2 separate regions of the Mus musculus genome follow, and region 2 is linked to region 1. The links are chromatin contacts, called in public Hi-C maps. All regions are on one chromosome and are shown on one strand. The core of a region is the stretch at or near the end of the contact, and the rest is flanking DNA. Distances in the headings are between cores, read along the strand shown.

Region 1 (3,506 bases), core at 480-2,979:
TGAGAAATGACGTCAGTTTTATTTTTATTTTTCAAGTATGTTAAAAGATAGATACATATGTAATAAGAACTGCTTCTACCTTTAGTGAAGCTGATTTTACTCTGTAGCCCCACCGTGCTCTTGAGACATAAAGCAAATTCACAGCTTGCAAAATGTATTTTAAAACCCGGAGGTTTTCCATAGCCTACTTGATATATTTTATAAACACAAAAGAGTAATCGATCTGAATCTGTACTGATGACCAAAATTTGGTGTTTGGTTTGGATGCTAAGTAAAAAAAATCTCAGGGATGTTAGAAGTTCAAACTTCTGCTTATTGCAGTGGTATCTGGTCCCTGAAAATCTTCATGGCTGCTCTTCCTTGTGATATCTCTTTTACAACAATGCTCCCTGAGTGTAGTCTCTGAGCTGCTGTTCTGACTGCAGTGGCATCCTGTAATGATGCAGAATTTTCAGTGAGGGAAAACATTCAACTGCACTCTCAAGTTTTCCTAGTGATCTGTACAAGAGAAATGACGTATCCCTCCAGAACCGGAAGCCCCCTCAGTGTCTTGCATTCACTGATGAACTGAAGACCATGAGAAATATGACTGTTTCATTCACTCAGAGGAAATACGTTAAAAGAAATTAAACAAGGAATGAGACACCTCTCGGAAAAGAAAAATAAAACATTAGAATTTCACCACAGTTCTAGAATTCACTGGATAAATTTACCTTGCTATCGGAATGCTGTCCCAGACAATGAAAGCACTGTAAATGCTAAGGTTAAATGCGTGCCTGAGAGGAAAATTATAGCAGGCAGAGAAACATTGCAGACTTCCAAATTTTAAAGGCATTAACCATTAAGGATAAACACATACTTCGCTCATTTCCTCAGATTAGGTATGGCATTTTAGAAAGGTGCACACTTTCTCTATTCTACCCATCAAAATTCAGAAATTCCACTTCCAATTTGTGTGTAGTCACGCAGGGTACCTGATCTTTAGCAAACAAACTGGTGTTTATTTGTACAACTTAAAACAAATCAAAGTACTGAGTGCACTTAGTAATAAATATCTTGTAGTAAGCATGACTACATTTCGGTGGTGATGGAGTAAAAGTTAAGGAAGATAATACTATAAATGAGATATTTCTATTTCAACTATTGATATAGTCAGAAATAAATATTATTTCTGCTTAAATCTTTTCTACAGATAATTAAGTTGGAGCTATCTAATTCTTATCCCTGAATTACAAGTGCTCTTTCTTTGGAATCGAATATATTTACTAATAATTCATTGTCTACTTTTTCTTACTTTAAAATAGCCAGTTGTCGTTAAGAATCAATAAATTTATTCCAATTTTAAAAATTGTCTTTTCAGTTTTTAAGAAGTAAATTTTAATGACTTTCAAAAGCTAGAAATAATCTCAAGTATGGCACTGAGTCATACCAAGTTAATTTGCTACAACCTGAGACTTAATATAGAAGTGTATTAAATGCATTCCATCAAAAAGCCTAAAACATTTCTGTATGGCTGGGTGGCAACGTTTTCAGCCTGTTACTTGAAAACTGGCTTTTATCCTCCCTGGAACGCGTACACCCCATAGATCACTGTTGTCTGTTACATGCATGGCCATAAAATTGCGAAAATGGAGGCTTTTCTGGTAGCAAAAGGGTTAACTTCTTTTTGCTTTACCAGTTTCAAATTACAAGGAGAAGCCTCTTCTTTCCCAGCAGGGCTGTGCTTACATTTCTCCTTAGATCTCTCTTGAAGAGGGCTGGTATATTTGTGCCTGCTGGAGGTGGAATTAACTGTAAGAAGGGGGGAAGAGATTGAATGGATTTACAGGGAGGATTGCAAGTAAATTCAGGGAAACACATTTACTTGAACACTATAACCTTGGGTCTTGTTTTACACTAAGACCATACAAAAGATGTTCAAGTTATCACTAGGCTGCCGGACAAATCTAATTCCAACACCAAGGTGCAGATCAGCGTAGATCTGTGATTCAGACCTCAGGATTTGCTTTGGAAAGAGTTCAAGTGTTGAGAAGAAGTCAGAGCAAGTGAAGAGAACTTGGGAGCTACAGTCTATCAGAAGACCAGCTTTCGTCAGTTCAAATACCAAAGGCCTGATTAGCATAAATTCACATAGGAATGCATAGGTTATTTGATCAAATAATTTTAACCAGCTTTTGCTACATCAACCTCTCAAAAGTTCTTAACAACTGTGGATAATTAGAAATCTGAATTTCAACTTTCTAAGGAATAACTACTCTTGACGTGTTCTAAAATATTTAAAGCAGGAGAAGAAGATGGACTGAGGGCGCGGTGTTCAGAAATATCACTGTCATGAAGAACAGGTAAATTTGTTTTTACATCTCCTGGTGAAGTATACTTCCAAGGAACCTGGATTATTATTTTTTTTCCAAGTGGACAAGAAGGATTAAAAATATCGACTTTTGCTTTTGCACAAAAATGCATTGGACTGTATTTTTACTTAGGGGTATTGTGGGCTTCCTCTGGAGCGGCTGGGTTCAAGTGGGTTATGCAAAAGGAGGCTTGGGAGACAATCACGTTCACTCCAGTTTTATTTATAGAAGGCTACGGAACCATGAGAGACGGGAAATACAGAGGGAAATTCTGTCTATTTTGGGTTTGCCTCACAGACCCAGGCCCTTTTCACCAGGGAAACAAGCATCTTCTGCCCCCCTCTTTATGCTGGATCTCTACAATGCCATGGCTAGCGAAGACAACCCTGAGGAGTCGGAGTATTTGGTGAGGGTGTCCCTGGCTGGAGAGGCCAAAGAGACAAGAAAGGGATACCCAGCCTCTCCCAATGGGTATGCGCATCGTCTGCACTTACCACCAAGGACTCCTCTGACTACCCAGAGCCCACCTCTTGCCAGCCTACATGATACCAACTTTCTGAATGATGCTGACATGGTCATGAGCTTTGTCAACTTAGGTATGTTATTCGTTTATTTGTTCATCTGTGTTAGTATAAAGAGGAAGTTTTTCTAATGTTAAAGTAGCCTCTTGGTAGGTGGCCATGTTTATATATTCATTCTATAAAATTCCCCTTCATAGCTTCTGTTTCATTTTCTATGTAGATATACGATTTTGTTTTATGCTACAGAGTCACATATTTTTTTTAACATGGAAAACTAAAATTAAAGTCACAATTTGGATAGAATTTGGTCCTTTGAGAGCTTATTAAAATTTAATTTAAAGATGTGCATAAAAGGCAATCCTGTAAAAAGGGAAAATTATTAGGATAGCAGTGCTTTGGGCAAAAGGGGAAAAAAAGAAAGAAAGAAATGAAAAAAGCAAGGACCCAGTGTTTATGTGTGGGAAAATAAAACTAACTTTCCAAACCAATTTTTTTGTTAGTGATTTAAAGAGCATGTGAATACATATTTATATGCTACTTAAAAGTTCTCACCTAGGGGGGGAAAAATCTCTAAATGAAATTAGCCAAGATCAAATGAGCTGGTAAATATTAGAAATCAAGGGGCTTCAGTGAG
Region 2 (3,506 bases), core at 701-3,200, 110 kb after region 1:
GTTAATCTGTTTCTTTAATTCCAGTAGTAAATTCTGTAAATGAAATTGTTTTCACCAGAACTTGGTGCATACCAAGTTGGTGCATACCAACTTGGTGCATAAATATATATATTTAGGATTGCAATGTCTTCTTAGTTAATTGCTCCCTTAAGTAGAATGAAGTGTCCTTGTCTATCTACACTGTCATGTTTCCATTTGTAGTTTAGTTTGCCAGGCATTAGGAAAGCCGTATTTGTTTGATTCCTGCTCCCGTTGTATTGGAATTCTTTCCATCCTCTCACTTTCGGGTGATGTCTACCTTTAAATCTGAGTTTCTTGGAGATAACAGAAAGGTAAAGTTTTAAAAATCCATTCAAATAGCCATTGCCTTTTGATTGGAGGGTTAAGGCCACTAATATTTAAAGCTATTATCAAAAGGTATGTGTTGGTTTTAGTCATCTTGTTTGGTTTTTGCTGGTTTTAGTCACACTTTGTGTCTGAGTAATTAAGGGAATTTCTATAGTCTCTTGATTTTGCTTACTCCTTTCTTCTGTCCAAAGTACTTCTTCCACATTTTACTTCGAGTTGCCTGATGGTTATGAATATCTTAGCCCATTTGGATCATGGAAAGCTTTTCTTTTTCCTTCAATGCTGGCATATAGTTTTTCTGGACACAGTAATCTTGACTGACAGTTGTGATATTTAGATCTTGGAATACATTGCTTCAGGTTCTTCTGGGTTTAAAAGTTTCCACTGAGGAATTAGCTGTGTTTTTCTAGTAGGTTTTTCCTCTATATGCGATTTGTGTTCTTTCTTTTGAAACTTTCAAGAATCTTTCTTGTTTTTTTTTTTTTCTTTTTTCTGTGAATTTAGTGACATAACTATGATTTACCACAGGGTTCTCTCTGGCATGCCTGTTGGGATTCTGTGTGCTTCTTGCATCTTTATGAATATTCTTTTAATTAGTTTATGGAAGTTTTTTTCTATCATCTTATTGAAGATCCAGTTTTTGCCATTGACTTGTGATTATTCTCCCTCAACTACAATTTAAAGATTTTGTCTTTTGTTGGCATCTCACATTTCCAGCATGTTCCTTTCCTATGAGTAAAAAATTAATATTCTCTCCTAGTTTGTTCTAGTTCCTCTACTTATCTTCAAGTCCTACTCTGTCTTCTACTTGGCCCATTCTACTGTTGGAATCCCTTGACTTTTCCAGTTGAGTGATTTAGTTTCTCAATTACAACTTCATTTCAGCTTGAGTTCTTGACAATGGTTTCTCTCTCTTCTGTGAATTCAGTCACTTCATTCAGACCTATGTTTGTGTTTCCTTGCAAATCCTTCAGGTACTTTCTCACTTTGAGTTTATTCTTTATAATTTTACTGAGTTGTTTATGTCTTCCTTAAATTCCTCATTTTTTGATAAAGTTTATGACTTTTCTTTAAAATTCTATATCCTGGGGTTCATCTATAATTCTCACTGGAGAACATTTCTGTAGGATTGGTGGATTTTTGGTGGGGTAGTGGAGGCGGTGTCTTTATCCTTCATATTATTTTTAATATGAGCTCTAGTCATGTGGTCTTTTGCTGTTTGTATATTTAATGTGGGCACAGCATGCCAGGCTGGGGCTTAGGATGTGCCACCTGGTCTAAACCTGGAGCCTTGGAAAGATATATTTCAAGCTCATCAGGCTGGTTCAGGCTCTTGTGATTTCAGGTCTTAAAATTAAGTAATATACAGGCAGGATAGGGTCAGGCAGACTCACCAGGCTTGCCCCATATACAGGATGTGTGGGCCTGGCTGAGCCTGAAGAGGGGACTGGCACAAATCCCTCAGAACTGGGAGGTCAGAACTGGGAGAAGTTGTGAAGGGGAGTATAGATATGTTGCATGTGTCTTCATGCAGTGTGGCCTGTCCTGAAGGTCTGGGTCTGGTGATTTATAAAGTGGGGTATGGAGCCCCAGGAGAAGGTCAAGATTCTTGGCAATCTGTGGGCGTCCCGGGGTTGGGCACATGACTCCATCTGTAGACCCACCTGTACATCAACAGCAGAATTATGTCCATTTTATTTAATCTCCCAAGGGCTGCCAGTCAATATTTTTAAAGCTATAAACATCATTTCTTAGACCTTCTTCCTGCAGCTTACGCTGCCAACTATTGAGAGTGAACCTAACTACAGATTTTGCTGATTTGGGTAAAATATTTACTTCACTGAGTGCCCATTAATTTTTATTTCTGACAGAATAAGCATACAGGTATAACTCTCCATGACATCAGACTCTTGGAACAAGAATCCATTATAAATTTAATTGCTCATTACCTTTTTGTAATAGTATATATATATATATATATATATATACACATCTATATATATATATATATGAATAAAAATGTGTGTATACATATGTGTATATATATCACTTACTTTTAATGAAACTATTAATGAAATGAGATATTTGGGCTTTTAAATTTTATTTATTTTCCTTTTTATAAACATGGAATTCTAATAACCATACATGTAGTTTATATTTATCATCTATTTTCTGTCTGTCTGTCTGTCTGTCTATTTATCATCTATTATCTATCTATCTATCTATCTATCTATCTATCTATCTATCTATCTATCAATGTGTGTATGTAATATATTCATTTTATATTTATGGTTAAAACATACTCATTCACTGCCTCAATAAAACTGTTGTATTATTCAGATTAAGGAAGAAGTTTCCCTGAAAATGAGAGGACAGAAACTGAAACAAAATTTTCTTTATTTCTCACTATTAACATATATTTATTCAATCATTACATAAGGGGGAAATTATACTATCTCATTTTTTAAACTGATATCAAACAAATAATCATTTGAAATAATTATAAAGATAACAGAGTCACCATTTGGTTTCTGGTTCGAGACTCTTTTATTTGCAATTCAGTCATTAAGTTGGAAGGTGAAATAGTGACACGAAATTTCTTTGAAGGATATTATCTATTTCTCATTCATTTCCCTCTTTCTCATTGGAAATAATACAAAGATTTTAGAATGTTATTTCTAAAGAGTGGGGGAGGATTCCAGAGACAACACAGGAAATGTTTTGTAAAGTTTTACATTTAAAATGCGTTTTGCTATATTTCAGATGCAAAATAGAATTTTATATTTACATTTAATTTATTAAAACAATTATACAAATTTTAACATCTAAAAAATATATTGCAAAATATGTAATAAAAATAATGTATCTGTGAAATTATTCATGGAAAACTGTAGGGAATAAGTACATTAATTCACCAAATATTTATGAAATATATATTATGTGTCAATTGCTATTTCTAGTACTTGGTATATATCAATGAAGCAGAGTCAAGCAGGTTTTCTGACTTGGTGAAGATTTATGCTAGGGGAGCACAGAGAGAAGTAATGCATGTAAAGAGTAACCAACGGCAGAGAAGGTCACTGAGTGTAAGTGAGATGTATACCACTTGTTTATGTGATCAGAGCAATGGGGACTGTTGGCATCAGTGTTACAATATT

Evidence for each region. A called contact is a pair of places that touch in the nucleus more often than the background predicts.
Region 2: a Hi-C map of cerebellar granule neurons shows a contact between it and region 1, with 2.8 times the contacts expected there. The contact joins the enhancer-like site here to the promoter of Bmp5 in region 1. A contact is called at or near these places in 9 of 39 promoter capture datasets (the 3T3-L1 cell line, 3T3-L1-derived adipocytes, embryonic stem cells and 3 more), 16 of 484 Hi-C or Micro-C datasets (the AML12 cell line, the C2C12 cell line, the G1E-ER4 cell line and 8 more), 2 of 115 datasets of contacts at active chromatin or transcription factors (embryonic limb bud and fibro-adipogenic progenitors) and 2 of 9 other capture datasets (adipose tissue and liver).

What each region holds. Positions count from the first base shown.
Region 1 is chr9:75,773,636-75,777,141 of GRCm38.p6, forward strand. Bmp5 (bone morphogenetic protein 5) reads left to right here and starts at 1,730. Exons shown (of 7, transcript NM_007555.4): 1 at 1,730-2,947. The coding sequence starts at 2,458.
Region 2 is chr9:75,882,036-75,885,541 of GRCm38.p6, forward strand. The region is part of intron 4 of Bmp5 (bone morphogenetic protein 5); the gene reads left to right. Among named protein-coding and RNA genes, the nearest start is that of Bmp5, 110 kb to the left of the region's middle. Within about 2 kb of position 1,951, at least 2 of the 459 cell types and tissues checked have an H3K27ac peak or open chromatin away from gene starts, as enhancers often do. A contact at or near this core is called in cerebellar granule neurons and cerebellum, where this site is marked.